Regions from separate parts of the Mus musculus genome. Here region 2 is linked to region 1. A link is a contact called in public promoter capture Hi-C data. All regions are on one chromosome and are shown on one strand. Each heading gives the region's core, a stretch centred on a gene start, on an enhancer-like site or on the middle of the called end of the contact. The rest is flanking DNA. Distances are from core to core; before and after follow the strand shown. Region 1 overlaps Gm16619 (predicted gene, 16619). Region 2 has its middle 31 kb from the start of Gm6936.

Evidence for each region. Capture Hi-C pulls out chosen DNA fragments and counts their contacts.
Region 2: a promoter capture Hi-C map of adipose tissue shows a contact between it and region 1. The contact joins two enhancer-like sites. A contact is called at or near these places in 1 of 39 promoter capture datasets (liver), 2 of 115 datasets of contacts at active chromatin or transcription factors (embryonic stem cells and fibro-adipogenic progenitors) and 3 of 9 other capture datasets (adipose tissue, liver and pancreatic islet).

Annotation. Positions count from the first base shown.
Region 1 is chr16:49,801,429-49,806,074 of GRCm38.p6, forward strand. Gm16619 (predicted gene, 16619) reads left to right here. Exons shown (of 3, transcript NR_169118.1): 2 at 1,651-1,717; 3 at 2,369-3,452. Among named protein-coding and RNA genes, the nearest start is that of Gm16619, 3.2 kb to the left of the region's middle. Within about 2 kb of position 2,958, at least 89 of the 459 cell types and tissues checked have an H3K27ac peak or open chromatin away from gene starts, as enhancers often do. A contact at or near this core is called in adipose tissue, where this site is marked.
Region 2 is chr16:50,009,207-50,013,498 of GRCm38.p6, forward strand. No RefSeq gene overlaps it. Among named protein-coding and RNA genes, the nearest start is that of Gm6936, 31 kb to the left of the region's middle. Within about 2 kb of position 1,380, at least 72 of the 459 cell types and tissues checked have an H3K27ac peak or open chromatin away from gene starts, as enhancers often do. A contact at or near this core is called in adipose tissue, where this site is marked.

The DNA.
Region 1 (4,646 bases), core at 1,708-4,207:
AGGAAGGAGAGGCCTCAGAAGAAATCAGCCGTCTTGACACCCTGATTTTGACAACCTCCAGCCTGCAAGCAGCTGTTCAGTCTGTGTCATCTGACTCTGAGGTGGGAGTGGGGAGCAAAATGGTCCGTCCTTCAATCTGCACAGCAAGCAGCCTGGAGTTTCATATGACAGTGATATTCATGACCTGCTGCTCTAAGAGGGCCAGGTTCTGTCTGGTCAGCATTCTGTGCTGAGAAAAATAATCAACTACTACGGTAATCAAAGCAGGAAGCAGGTAGAGGAAGAGTCGTGTCACTTCCTCTTCTGGGTGAGAGTCTAGAATTGGATTGCTCTAGACTAGCAGTCTATTACCACAGTTCTCAGAACACAAACAGAAATATAAACATTTGTACTAGAGCTAATGTTAAGTTTCAAACCTGAGGCTAAATGACTGAGATGTCTATTTAACCTATCAACGAGAACCTGGCTGCCAGGTTCTCCCTGCACCCCTCAGTCCCTACCTGGTACAGAGGGTCCACATGGCTAGCATACCCTGCTGTCTACCCTGAACTCGCCAGTCCCGGGGACTGGGCTGCTCTTCTTTATATAATCCAATCATTTTGATTACCCGCTCTTTCTGTACCTTTGGGCCTCCTGGCTGCTGCCTGTGGTTCCCCTCTCTACCCCCTTATCCTTCCTCTCCTCAACTTCCAGCATGGCCCAGCTCAGGGTCATGTCTACTCTGGACTCTCCCGGAGGTCCCTGTCTCTGGCTATGCTCTCCAGCACATCTACAATAAATCTCCACCACCGTACCTAGGAGCATACCATGGTTTCTTCCCTTTTCCTTTTCCTGTTTCTATTTCTTCTTTTTTTTTTTTCCCCATTCATTTGCTGCAGTGTTAAAGACCTTAAGGACTAACAGCCTCTAATCAGAAATTATTATCCTATTGTACAATTACAAACGCACATGTAGCCTAGGGCTTCAGATGGGTTCAGTTCCATAATTTCTTGCAGGAAGAAAGACACTGAGACCTGGAGAAGGCATAGACTTGCCAAATGTCACAGATCAGGAAAAATACCCCAGCCTCTGACCTCCATCACCTCCCATCCTAGAGTCTCCAGCACCACAGGCTGTACATCCATCCTACTGGAGTCACGGTCATCTTTATCTGTATCTTACCACGCTTCTTTGTTCATCCAATGATTTGGAAGTTAAAAGGTCATGAACGCTTTATGAAATCAGCCAAAAGAATTAACAAGACAATCAGTGACCCCCAAAAAAAATGTTGTAAAGCCTTTGGTTTTCATAAAGACAACTCTCTCTGCAGGAAAAGAAAGATACCCTCCCCCACATTCCACGCTCCTCTAAATGTGCCCAAACATTCCCTTATAAATCCACTTGATATAGTGCTTTCTTAGTGCACATAATTACCCTTTAATAGATCCTTTTTTTTAGCCAATGAGATTATCAACCTTTTTTTCTACTTTACTTTTAAACCTCTATCTTTGTCCCATATCATAACTTTCTTTTCCTTCAAAATCCAATTTATACAATTTGTTTTTGGAGCTTCAAAACAGTTACTATTTGTGTAGTCCATAGGTTTCCTCTGGAGGAGAAAATGCTTATTCCACCCAATAGTGTCATTGCTTTTTATTATTCTTGTTACAGGGCAGGGGAAGACCATTCATCAAACAATAAGACTCTCATTTACAGCCACTGGGGAGCTATCCTGAAGGTTAGTGTGAGCCTCTGACATTGTGTGCTTTTACCTTGGACAGGCTCCATCTAAGAAGAACAGTGCAGCAGGGTCTTCAGACCATGGAACCTAATTGTCCTCACGCAGAATTGATGAAACTGAGGCAGGGAAACACCTGCTCCCCTCCCCCAGGGCCATACACCCAGCTAATGTCTCCAACCCACTGGGTTTTCCACTAAGCAGAAAATTACAGAAATTCTTCATAACACCTCGAATTCATTGCAAGTTGGTCTTGTAATTGTTTATTCTTATCTCAGCAATATGGAGGCATGACAACATATGCATCTGGCCTTTATACAATATTGCACAATCTGTTTGGTTAATTTTGAGTTGCTCCAGTCTCAACACTTAAATGGTCTCACAAGTTTGTCCATAAATCAGAACCCATACACATGCCAAGTTGTTAAATTCCTTTGCCTCCATTTCCCCTTACTTACAGTATTCATTTATACCCCTTTGAGATGATATGACATAAATAACACAGAGAAAAGGCTTAGTAACCATAACAACTCAGTGGGTATGAATGAATCTAATTCAAACTACAAATAAGAAGATGTTACTCAACAGTGGCTTGATAAATGTTTGCATGGAAATGTAGAAGAGTTATTATTATTATTCTAACAATTACAGAATAAAACAATAGAAATCTTGGACTGGGAATTGAGAAAGACAAGCCACGAATACATCCCTGCCATGAAGGAGTTTGTGACTTGGGAAAGCTGTTAACCTTTCTAGGTCTCCGGACTTTAATCACCAGCTCTAAGCTAAACTCTAAAGGAGAGAAAGAAACACCCTGGGAAGCCTGCGCTGCCTAACTGACTCAGGAAGCAGCCCCGCCCTGCTGAGAGCTATTGTCCTTCCTGAAGTGAGCAAGGAGCTTCCTTGGTCTCCATCCACAAGAAAAAGAAAAACAGTTCCTGCTCCATTGTTCTGAAGCTCCGTCTCCCAGAAAAAAGAATCATCCTTCCCTCAGGGGAGCCCGTCTGCCCAAGCTCCAGCTAGAGACTGGAGCAGATGAACAAAGCACGTCAGAGCAATTAGTTTTGGCAATTAGGCAGGCAATTAGTTCAGCAGTGTGTAGAATGGGAGGAGAAGGTAAATCGGCAGCCCCAGAGGTGACGGGAAATGTGAGTTGGCCTCCGGCTCTAGTGACACTCAGGTGAGAAGGTCGGGTACTCCCCAGCCTCCCTTCCCTCTTGCTATCAGGACCACAGCGGAAGTTGCTTTCCAGGAGCAAGACAACAGCTCCAGGCTTTCAGCCCCGTTCTAATTTCTTCCTCCGAATGCCACAAGTTCTCAGTGCTTGCTCCAGCGGAGTCCCTGTTGCTTTCTCCCCCAGGAATCTGATCTGCAATGTTGAAATTCTTAGATGCAGTTTCCTGGGGACTCTCCCAGCATTGAGTTTGTTGTTTTGAAAACTTGGGAAGGTCTCTTCTAAGGGGCAATTAATTTCTCATTTACCTAAGGATGGAGGAGAAATTACACAATTTCACACGATATAGTAAGGGGGCCCTTAAAAACAGTGCTTAAAAGGCAAAGCCTTGGGGTTGGGTACCATCTGTGTCTCTTACAAAGCTCTGGCCTTTGGTTTTATCCGCTCCAAACTGTGAGAATGACAGAATGACCTGGGAACACGCACAGCACTTCAATATGTCTTGTCAATTCCAATTTGGGGAATGCATATATTAAAAATTATTTATGTTTATCTGAAATCCAAATATATCTGGTTACCTTCTCTTTTCTGCTGCTAGACTTGGCAATTCTAGATATTAAAAATGATAAGACCCTTCTTGAACATTATTGAGGTTAAATCAAATATCACACATCACAAGAAGAAATTAGGAGGGGGCCGTTAAAAAGGCCAAATAAAGCACCCTAATGTTCCTTTCTCTTTCCTTTCCTCCACCACTATCATCTAATGTAATTGTTCTACAAAGTCCTGGTGTTTAAATGAACAGGAACGGCAGCTGGCTAGTTTTTCAGAAAAGGAAAATCTTTCTATGAATTGCCTGCACCAAGGGTTTTTAGGTGAGGCTAAGAGATCTCTCAAGTGGAGGCAAGTGTAAAGGCAGAGTGTCTGGCCATGACGATACTCTGCTTTTCTACCCCGACTTTCTACAGCAGTATTTCCAGCTGGTTTTCTTGTGACTTAAGAAATAGAAGCCACTTACAAGGACAGAGTAATCAGGGGACGTGGAAGTCAACGCTGACTGCAGCAGCATTTTGCCCAGTGCATTGACAAGATTCTTAGGAAAAGGGAGGAGTGGGAGCCAGTGCGAGCCTTTCAGTTCACCGTGCATAGCCTGTGTTCCCATGACCCACCTAACCAAAGGCACCTTCAGATGTTGTGAGACGCCATGCTGAACCAATTATAGGAACCCTCGTTAAGAAAAAAGATGCAGAATTACAAATACGAAACTAGACATGAAACTGAATATTTACTTAGAATGAGAAATTATATCATGACAAATTACAGGAGTGCTGGAGAATCAGGCCCCTTTCTTCTAAAAAATTTCTACAAGTGATTTGCTGGAAATGCTGACACAGAAAATGTTTCCTGATTATAACCCGGCTTTCTCTCCCCACCTGGAACCTTGGCGAGCTAGGGACTCACGCCAACCACCCTGAACAGAAAGGGACCTGTACCCTATACCTTATTAGCGTCATTATATCTTACCCCTTGCATTTAACCGAGTTCTTTAGAGCCATGTTTATTGTACAAGCAATATTGTAAGTGTGTTGATGGAAAACAAAAGGTGGGAGGGGATCCTCACGTTTCTGCCATCTTAATCGACCATCTGTCTCTTTTCTCCCTGTTCCTTTCACATTTTCACTCACGTGCACTACGTATAAGCTTGAGACCATGATGCGTTCATGAGTTTTAGGCTTCTGTAATATAATACTGCAG
Region 2 (4,292 bases), core at 130-2,629, 210 kb after region 1:
TGTACCTAATCCGAAGCCAGTAGGCTAAGACGATGCCTCTGGCATGGTCTCAGCTGGCAGATCTGGCATGTTGGTGAAACTTGGATTTTTCAAGATTCTGTAGATTTTTGAGAGAGGGACCCACCTTGGAAATGACCCCTGAACTCACCAGGTAAGTCAGACTAGCCTCAAACTTGCAATCCTTCTACCTCAGTCACCTGACCTCTTGGATTTACAGGCATGTGTCATTATAGCAGGCTCTAGTGGAAACGTTTTAATTCAAGATCTTAAGGAATCTAAGGTGAACTTTCTCTTGTCTTTAAGATGCCAGCAAATACCAATTACGAGCGAGATTTAATTTCCCTTTGGGTGTATGACACAACAATTATCTCTGTGAGTTTGAAAAAAAAAATCCTAACCCAGAACTCTCTGGGTTCATACCAGATAAAGCCCTCAGGAAAAGTTGCCATGGCTGGCATCATGCCCTGACATTCATGCATGATTCAGCACCTCTAGACGACGATTTGGGGCAATCTGTTTTTCCACCCAAGCCAGACTCTTATCTTGCTAGAAGCTGCGGGGATCAGAATCCCAGCTCTCACAGATGGCTGCTTCCTGTGCCACCCATCACCTAGAGACATCCAGAGGCTGCTGCTGCTGGTGCTTCTCAGCCTTCCAGGGGCGTTGGAGGATGGGACGGATCCGGGTGATTGATGCCTGCTTTCTTGCTGATAGAGCCTCTGTTTATAGGTGGGATTAGACTGAGAATTCCTGGGTCAACCACCCACAGATTGTATCAAAAAATAATCAATCCCGTTTGACTGTCTTAACATTTTGGCTATTTTAGTTGTTAAGGCAACCAGATCTGATGAAGTGTTCACTCATCAATTTGATGTTCTGCAATTGTCTGTCATGATTCTGGAGTTGCGGGGATGGGACTGGGGGGAGGTAAAAAAATCAACTGTCAAAATAGTCAATCCAAAACAGTCAATTCTGTCACGAATTTCTCCCTGACACCAGAGATCAACGCTTCTTCCTCCCACGACTTCTTTTTTTCCACCTCCTCCCTTTGGATGCATCCCTCCCACAAGCAGCTTCTCTGCGGTCCTGATGTTGGTAAGCAGGGCAGAGCTGAGGTATTTTAGGTTTGCCATGGCTTACATTTTCCTAAAAGGGTTCCCCTTCCTTTGCTTTGATGCTGATTTTGTTTTTACTAGTGAGCAGCCCTAAAAACATGGGTATATTGTAGATACAAAATATGTTTCTATTAAAGGGGGAATTCAAAAAGACATGTCCTTCATTTTTCTCTTTCAAGATGCATTTTGCTTTCAGGGTGCATGGTTCCAAAGCCAGGGAGAAGCGGCTGGCTTACACAATCCCTTCCTGTCCCTGAGCCTGCTCCAACATCCTTGGAACAGAAGGGCTCTGAATCTGGCCTTGGTGTGAGATGTGGCTGGCTTTCCAAGTTGAGAAATGCGTTCGTAATTACTTTTTATTGCTCTCTCCATTGACTTTGCAGACTCACCAGAACTGGATTGTATTCTACCACACAGTGACCCCCCATCTCAGCCTGACTGCTAATTTAACCCTGGCTTTCTTTCTCCAGAAACATTTGACCTTGTGCAAGAATTTGGCATGGTCTGCTCTCCTCCCACGTCCCAGTAAGAGCAGCATTGGTCTGAGATCATTAGCATGAGTAGGCAGCACTGCAGACTGCCGCCCGCCAGCATAGGGCTCCAGCTGGTACAACAGTACCCCCTTTTCTGGGCAAAAGGGCAGTGGCCACTGTTTGCCAGGAGACCTTGTCCAACATTTTGCTTCAAGATGGTGCTGCCAGCAATGTAGACTGAGCCAATTTGCTCCTTCCTTTGATAAAATGTATAGAAAAAAAATGTAGACTCAGTGAATCATCCTTGGTTTATATACCGAAGCCTGTATTTCAAACACTTCTGCTGATTTTTTTTCCCCAATGAAGAAGGATACACTGTGTTAATTAAGAATCTGGAAAGGGTCACTAGGAAACTAGGAGTTCCTTAACCCACTTAAGAGAACAATCTTTGCAATCATTTAAGACGCCCATGTCTTCCTTCCGTTCATAAGCTGATTACATGCCACTTTTATCTCCCCATTAATTAAGCAGCCAAGGACAAATACTGGATAAGATTTCATAAGGGAAATATTGTCATACAAGTTCTTAAAAATAGTACTTCTTCAGGTCTTCAGGAAGGAATTCATAGTTTCGTGTTTTCTTTCACTCAGCTCCCTGAATGATTCAGGTTTCACATAAGCCTGGGAATATACATACCTAGAGCTTATAAGCTATGTCTTCATAAAATGCATTTGTTGACAGGGATTTGGTACAGACCTAGAAATGCATTAGGTTGAGATGGTAACATAAACAGTGGCCAGAAACCTCAACTCTAGGCATATACAGTACATTCAATGCAACTCAGTACACAAAAGGAGATATATATATGTATACATATGTGTATATATATGTAGATAGATAGATAGATAGATAGATAGATAGATAGATAGATAGATAGATAGATACATAGATAGATACATAGATAGATACATAGATAGATACATAGATAGATACATAGATAGATACATAGATAATCCTTTCCATTACTCTCTTTATTGGGAAAGGGAGAGAAAACATTTATATGGGTAGCAACTGTATAAGCTAAAGGTCTAAGGCCTTCACTTGAGTTACTTTGTGGTCAGAGTGACAATGCACCAACAAGAAGTCCCTTAAGAAAGGAGGGGTTTGCTGAGGTTCATCGTTTCAGTGAGATTTAGAACCATTTTTGTCAGACTGCATAGCAGTGAGCTCCACTGCCCATGGCAGCCCGAGCATGCAGCAGGGCTGCTTACCTCTTGACAGATCAAGAGGCAGAGAGGAAGAGGCCTGAATCAAGCGTAGGTAGGACTTTCAAAGACCCACCTCGTAAAGGTCTGTAAAGCCTTCAGAATAGTACTGTTGGGTGAGAACAAAACATGTGCCTAGGAGAGGGGGCATTTCCAGTGCAAATGATAGATAGTGTCCCCTAAGTGTTAGAGGAGACAGATCTAGAGCCAGGGCTCCTCTCCCTCGCCCCCATCTTTTCTTATTATTATATGAATTAGAAACCAGAACAACTTTTCTAGTAGTGAGATATCCCGCCCCCCCCCCCCCCCGCCAGCCCTCTTGCCCTATTTTGGAGGACTTCAAAACTTAAGGACTTTCCTTAGCTTAGCAAAGATATTCAGTACTAAAGCATATGACTGTAGCCAAGAGTAGATGGCATGGGGCGAGCGCTTGCCTTATCTTTAGAATTGTTGTGATTTTTCTTAAGATTTGGAGAAAATCATTGCATCTCACTGAATCCTTCCCTGGAATCTCACTGAATCTCATAACTGGGGATGACAATGCCAATCCTACCAGTTGCTGTCACATCCATATCAAACTATGCAACTGCAGCGTTCCCTAAAGTACCTCAAAACAGTGATCCCGTTCAGTCTTCACCCTCAACTCCATGGTGTCTCCCATTTTACCAAGCAGATCTCTTTCCACCTATGCTTCTCCATGTTAGCAAAATCATGATAATTGGTGGTTATGTTAATGGCTCTGAGGTTCCCCAGAGGTTCTGTGTCATTACAGAGAAAGCTACATGCTTTTCACAGAACCAATGTTATGTGTAACCAATTATAGTTTCCTTCTTCAAAGATCTATTATCCGTGAACCTTGGGTTGGGTAAAAACAAAATATCCAGTTAACAAAAGCAATATTTTCCAGGTTATTAAGCATAAAAGAAAATTTGAGGAAAGGCTTTACTTAAACTACTAACTGGAACCCAGAAGATTTTCATAAATGCCCTCCTAGGCCTTCTTTCTATTTTGGACTTTGATAATAAGTAGAAAAAGAGACTAAGAATTGTTAATATGTAGAAAACTGAAATCCATATATGATAGCTCTCAGGGAAAAAAGAATTGTAATTAAGTCTTAAAATTAATGACTACAATATGGTCTTTTTTAAGTGTAGCTATGTGCAATATCAAAAACATAGGAAATAATAAAATTAACTTCTAAACTGTGTTATCAGGCTTTCAATGCTGTGATAGAATATATGATACAAACAAATTAAGAGAGACTGTTTTGTTTTGTTTTGTTTTGTTTTGTTTTGTTTTGTTTTGTTTTGTTTTGTTTTGCTCTGTGATTTCTGAGACTTTGCCTATTGAATACAGGAACGATCTGACATAGTAGAAAAACTTGCATCTTGGTGGCCAGGAGGCAGAGAGAGAGGAGCCTGTGCTGTTTGGCTTTCTCC